Linked DNA regions of Sparus aurata: region 1 is linked to region 2. Evidence: chromatin contacts called from public Hi-C data. All regions are on one chromosome and are shown on one strand. The core of a region is the stretch at or near the end of the contact, and the rest is flanking DNA. Distances in the headings are between cores, read along the strand shown.

What was found. A called contact is a pair of places that touch in the nucleus more often than the background predicts.
Region 1: a Hi-C map of an unstated tissue shows a contact between it and region 2, with 4 times the contacts expected there. The contact joins the promoter of ddb2 here to the promoter of morf4l1 in region 2. A contact is called at or near these places in 2 of 2 Hi-C or Micro-C datasets (skeletal muscle and an unstated tissue).

What each region holds. Positions count from the first base shown.
Region 1 is chr8:13,215,124-13,218,311 of fSpaAur1.1, reverse strand. It overlaps ddb2 (damage-specific DNA binding protein 2), which reads right to left and starts at 1,441. Exons shown (of 11, transcript XM_030426736.1): 1 at 1,290-1,441; 2 at 1,050-1,185; 3 at 845-954. The coding sequence starts at 1,179. It overlaps LOC115587102 (kinesin-like protein KIF23), which reads left to right and starts at 1,995. Exons shown (of 22, transcript XM_030426734.1): 1 at 1,995-2,120; 2 at 2,377-2,443; 3 at 2,643-2,771. The coding sequence starts at 2,107.
Region 2 is chr8:13,069,191-13,072,926 of fSpaAur1.1, reverse strand. It overlaps morf4l1 (mortality factor 4 like 1), which reads right to left and starts at 2,465. Exons shown (of 12, transcript XM_030424553.1): 1 at 2,318-2,465; 2 at 1,030-1,076; 3 at 869-936; 4 at 688-774; 5 at 259-336; 6 at 115-140. The coding sequence starts at 2,357.

The sequences.
Region 1 (3,188 bases), core at 192-2,691, 150 kb before region 2:
ACAACACATGGAGGATCAATATACATTAACATGGCCAATACATAAAAATTGGCCACCTTGAATTCATACTCAGGGGCAGCAAATCTCAAGAGTAACTGCTAACTGCTGCTAACTGTGCTCTGTTTATGCATCCCTGACTGTAGCTACAGTTAGCGTGTTGGCTCTGTTAGCCGTGCAGCTAACAGGACTAACAGGGGAGTGCTGGAGTTTACACAGCGAGCGCAGTAGCATTTAGTTATTTTATGAATGTTTACAACAAAGATTCTTACATATTGTACATTTAATCGCTAATTATTTCAATTAGAACAGACTCTGCAAAACTCACAGCCACAGGGAGGGTAGCAGGCAGAGACACACAGTGCTCCTCATCAAAAGAGATGATGAGTTGATCATTGGCTTTCTGTTCATAAACTTGTTTGTTTGGACTGAATCGCAATATTAACTGAAATGCTAATATGACCTGTGTCAAAATCTAGTTCTCTAAGGTCTCTGCTTATATGTCACAATAACAACAAATACAGAGCCAGGTCCTATATGAAAATACTTTGCACATGTGCAGGAATGGGAGAAACAGGGGTTATAAGAGGCAGCTCATTTTTACCCCAGTGAATGTTATTGCACTATAACAAGTTAATCGGGCCATGAATATGTTTCTACATAACAGAAAATACTGTACACACAGGCCTACACCATGCACACTTGCACAGTCATCTATAGTAACAGTGTTGCATATGGACAACTTGCACAACTTTCACATACAAGTAGTAGCAGCAGTAGTAATGCAATGTAGCAATATCAGTTCCTGTTTTTGGTCCCTCTGTCCAGCCTGTGAGTGAAGCCTCACCTGTCTCATCTGTGAGTGCAGACTTTGCCCCAGTGTGCTCTTGTAAATGTAGTGCAGGATGCTCCCATACCCAGTCCTCTTCTGGACTGCTGCAGGTTTGAGAGAAGGCCCTGCAAGACACACAAACCAAACTGTCATGACAGGGCATGAGGTACATGTCATGATCAATATCGCCAACGACAGCTGTCCCGTCGGGGTTGCACACCTTGTTTGGATTTCTCTCCATCTTTCTTGTCTCGTAGTTTTTTGGAGAGGGTCGTCGCAGAGCTCTCCCCGGCTCTTTTCTTCATTTTACCCTTTGGTTCGGACGCATCTGACTTCGTCGGTCTTTTCATTTCTCCCTTTAAAAACACACGACGAATCTTAACGTGCAACACAACACTGAGGCTTTCACTCGACAGTTTATCATTTAACAGCACCAATGAAGTAAAATCAATCTACTCACCTGTGATTTTCAATGTTTGGAGCTGTACACTCAGAGCAGGACTTTTACTGTTTGCATAACGCAGCAGTACACGTGAGTGGCTGCAAAAGTGGGTGTTTTGTAACGTGTGTGTGTGTGAGACCGCCTGTGGACGGTAGGTGTCAGTGTTGATCTACCAATAACCATCAGCGCAGACCATGTTTGGTGTTTAGGCAGGACTCCAACATGATGTCAGATCAGCTGTCTTTTTTCAGAGGCTTTATGTAGCCTAATAAAAAAAGAGAAAGCAACACACTTATTTTGTGTTGCAGCGGTCATACTAATACATTAACATGGTTAGTAAAATTTTAAGATTGAGGGTTTTACAACAGCAACAACAACAAATACAAAAACATTGCATTGCCAAAACAATTGAAAAAAAAAACAATAACAAAAGCATGTACATTGCTAAAGTAAGTGCGAAAGACTACCTACAAAAAAATAAACTTAAACATAAAGAAGTTGGTTTTGTTACCTGAAAGATGTGTACATATACAAATTGATCCAAAGATGGCTTAAGATAAAAAAAGCAGATGTTAAGTAAAAAAAAATCTATCTATCTATCTATCTATCTATCTATCTATCTATCTAATAATAATAATAATCATAATAGGTTGCATATTTGACACTTTTGCGGTTCCGCTGGTAGTTTCCATAAAATTCTCGGAAGTGTCGGCGGAAACACGTGATCGGTTGTTATGGAATCTGATTGGCTGCTGCCGCCTCGTTCTCCGGAGGGAAAGTTCAAAATTGTAGCAACAGGAACGGACAAACTAACGATACAAGAAGCAGAGCAACAATGATCAAACAAGCGTAAGTACAGTTTAATGTTGCTTTTTTTTACCGGATGTAAAGTATCCTTTATCCTAATCTCACATGTCGTGTTGGAATTTAGCTTGGCCGCTTTTAAACGGAATCCAAACAAGAGTTTGTTGGTTAGCTTAGTCGTAACGTTAGCCTGAGGCTAATAAGCCGTATAGCAGCCCGTGGCTTTGTTAACGCTTCATCGCTTTACTGTAATCAAAGGCTAACAATACACTGTGCTAATGAAAGATGATTCATGTTTCAGGAAGGGTAAAACTCCCCGCAGGCCTCCTCCTAAGAAGCCACCCAACAACCAGAAAGACCCGGTTGGGGTAAGTCACTGCGTTGTTCAGTAATTATTATTTGGCAGACACAAACTGCACGTTAGCATTCAATAACAACCCCAATGCTTGCCTAACGTTAGTTTCACATTACAGTATGTTCATAATCTAATGGATTTCCACAGAGTGACGTTCATTAAGGAGTTAACACGTCCTCCTGAAGCACACTTGACTGATGTATTTTCCCCAGGTGTACTGTCGTGTACGGCCCCTGGGTGCGGAGGACGAGGAGTGCTGCATTGAGGTCATCAGCAGCTCCACCATCCAGCTACACGCACCCGAAGGCTTCAAAACAAACAGAAATGGAGAGTACAAAGAGGTAACACATCTAGTGGACTTGGACTGTTTATGTTCACCTCCTTTGTTCTAGTACTTGAGGGAAATAGCAGAGGTATTTGGCATCATTTGCACAATAACCATGCACACCATTGGCCTAGTTTACTGCATTGTTTTTTATTGGAAACAACTCAAATAACAAGACCAAAACTACCAAAAGGAAATTAAAAAATGGTATCACAGTAGCCTGAGCTACTGAGGTAAGCCAAAGCCTAGGTCTTTCTCTAGGTTATCGAGGTGCTCTCATGTCAGATAAGTAATGTAATCTATCCAGCCTGGAGGTTGGACAACCAGAAGGAGCTAAGAGTAGAGCAGCCCCTCCTTCACATCGAAGGGAGCGATTCAAAAGTGGTTTAGGAATGCTTCTTGGACTCCTCCCTGTGGACGCATTCCAGAACAT
Region 2 (3,736 bases), core at 1,216-3,715:
TTCTGTGGAAGTGACGATGGAAACACTCGTGCAAAAAACAGCTAAGTGATAATTTGGAGGATTTATGCAGGAAAACAGTGATAATTATGGAAATGAAAAACATGATATACTCACTCTTTTGTTTGTTCTTTTTGGTTTTCCTACAACAGAAAAAAAATACAGGTATTACATTTAAAAAAAGAAAGTCATTACCAGGTGTAACACCTCTAGAACAGTTTGGCAGGAGACACAGCAAAATAAGAAATTACTTGCACTCACACATCATTCTTCTGCGGTGCAGGAGGTATCTTCTTATTCGGCGCAGCACCCCTCATTCTTCCTTCTACATAATGGTCTCTGAAATGAGAAAAGAAAACACCATCAATTGCATAAGAATATATTATTCATATTTAAAGTCAGTCATTCTTCAGGACACAGACTGCGCTTTGTTTACATCTCTAAATATATTGTATATGTATATGAGTTATTAACGCATGTGGACATAGTGCAGTATTCCGTTTCTTTTTTTTTATTCTTCGGATTTCTGTTCCATTCTCTACCATATTCACCAAGCAGAACACCATTACAACATAATTTGTCTGAATTGCTCTTGGTATGGACCTTGCTCATAAGAAAAGTCATTGTAGTGTAATTTGTAAACATTAAAGTTTATAAAAACTGTGATTGAAAAAGAGAGAGTGGACTTACTGATTGGCCCTCTGAAGCTCTTTCTGTTTCTGCAGATTACTGTCCACATACTTAAGCACTCTGCTTTCAGGAACCCATTCGTCCCAGCTGGGAGATAAAACACCAAGACAGAAATCAAGCACTTTGAAAATCTTTGCTGTACACATCTTAAATATTTGATTTGTGTGAACCAAACACTTACTTCTTATTCCACCCGCTGTAATGAATAAAATATTTGATTTGTTTGTCCTTGATGTTTATCTTAACACACTGCAAACAGAGACATAAAGCACTGTCAAGAACTCTTAGAGACACAGAGGAGGATCACATGATCAGAGAATCGGGCTATCTAATGCAGCCTACCTTAGCTTCGTAGAGCAATGGCCCATGAAAACACAGCACTCTTTCACCTGAACAGAGTGTTGGTCAATTAAAGTCAGCAAAGGGCAGTTCAAGTAAAACAAAATTAAAGTGTAAAGACAACTTAACTACTTGCACACACACACACACATCCTAAGGGTTCATGACAGGGCTTAAAATAGACGTAAACATTGTTACACCCTAATTAACACCTTTATCGTTTCGAACTTCTTTCTGATGGTTGGAAGCAAGTTTACAGCTAAGTTTATAAATCAGTTGTAGACACACATGGAGACCTCAAATTATCAATTCAACTGTTGACTATTTTAATAAGTCCAATAATTTAATCTTTAATACCCACAGATATTCATATTACAATTATGATAAACAGAGAAAGGCAGAAAATCCTCACACTGACACAAACATTTTATTCACTTAATCATATGGATGCTGATAATTAAGCTCATTGTTGATTCATTTTATTTAAAATGGTCAATACATAATCAATTAAGCCACTAACAACTTCTGTCATAATGAAGAAATTTACTTCATGATCTTGTTTGGAGAACTTGCAGTGCATTGCATGAAGTTAATTTAGATTTTAATTAAGAGACTTTGAATTAACAAATATTTTTTCTGAGATTCCCTGTACCACTTTAGATAATAACTTGATTCTGACTTTCAACTTTTGGCTTTTTCTTGAGGAATGAATGAACTCAATGATTAACCAATAAATACATGATATACATGCTTACTGACATACTGTACACATCATTTTTTTCTATACAAGAAAGGTTGACAGGCCACACCAACGAGGACCACTCACGTAGTCAAAATGCATAATGCACTTGGTGAATCATTGAAAGAGCTGCAGAAATGCCTGACAGATGACAACAGCAGTTAGCCACACAGCTAGGACTCGGCTAACTGTGAGAACAGAGAGATGGGCGGTGAAATCAATAAGGAGCTAACACTGAATGAAGCTAATACTTTCAGTTAGCTTGTGACAAAAACAACAGAGCTGAAAATTCAAAGCATTTGCGTTGCCGTATGCTACTTCTGACGCTTCAATCTGCCGCAAAGAAAAATGCTTGATATTTAACTAGCGTAGCGCATAAAAATTGACCGAGATCTGTTTTGTGCAACAACAATGAAAGCTAACGATGCTAGCCATTCGGCGGCTGCAGTGTTGTTTCGATCATAAGCTAGCTGACATGTTGGACCTCTCCGGCGACTCCAGCACTGCCTGATAACACGAATCTATCAGAAATGAAAACAGACAACTTGTTACCTTCTTGAAATTTAGGTTTCGGGTCCTGTTTCGGCGCCATTCACGGATTAAACTATCAAAATATGGGAAAAATCGCTAGCTCCCATTCCAGTCTGAAACGGCGCCGCTCTCTAAAAACGTCATAATCGGCGGGATGACGCATTAATACCGCGACCAAAGACAGCGACCGTTTGAATGAACCCCAGTGACGCTGCTGTCTGGTGGAGCTCAGTTTAGAAATACTGAGGTTCTGGTTTCCCAAGCAACATACGTCTGGAAATTTACCAGCAAGCACAAATTGTGTAAAAAGTAATGAATTTACTTACATCATGGTGTAAAAGCTGTTTAAAAACGTCCAGTCATTGATAGGAATATTTAAATCCCCCCAAACAATATATGGAAGCCCATAGTGCACTTTATTAAAATGATTGTGTACGTTTAAAAGTGAAAACGTCATTCCACTATAGCTTTATAATTTTCCACTTTTGTATCTGTTAGAGTAAAATCTGAAATGTATAATTGTATAGGTGTTCTGAAGTTTTCCAGTCCTCTATGGGTTTATATTGTTATTGACTGTAATCTATGTGTAAATGGAGAATGTAAATCCTTCCTGGAATTGAGAAAATACATTATATAAAAAGGCTAGTTGATGAGCTGTCAGTTTGTAAACTAACATGCTATGAAAGTAGAAGATGTTATTTTAATTGCATATGGTTAAGAAAAGTATTATATGACACGTATGATTGAGGACAGTGCTTTTTTAACCACTGAATTATGAGTGGCCTTCGTCGGCATCATGGATTGGTGAAAATCATTTCATCCTGCCTGTGCCAAGAGGCAATTTACAACCTCTGTATCAGAGCCATTCAAGCAGAATGTCTATAAACATTACAATTATGCTACAATATATTTTGTGTCATTTCTTAAATCACAAGGGTTTAAAAAAAAAAAATTCAGTCCTTTGAGTCCTGCTACATCTATTTTTGAAATGGTAAAGTGTTGATGATGAATTAAGAGGTCTCACAGCCTGGTGAATGAAGCTGCTCCACAGCCTTCACCAATGTCACTGACAGATGGGTCACCATGATGTTCTGGGCAGTTTTAATCAATTAAAGAGCCTTCTCGCCCTGGGAACTATGCCAATTGTGAGTCAGGATACTTTCTATCAGTCCTCTGCAAGAGTTGACCAGAATCTTGCTCTGGAATTTAGCCATCCTTAGTTTCCATAGGAAGTAGAGCCTTTTCTGTATTTTTTTTACCGGGATTGGGATGTGTGATGACAAAGATAGGTTCTCAGTGATGGCAATACCAAGGAACCAGTTACCATTCACCTTCCCTATCTCAGCTCCACTGATGTAAACAGAGGTGTGTGTCTTTTCCTCCTTTTTTAAATCCTAAAATCAACAACCAGCTGCTTGGTTTTGCTGATGTTGAGCAAAA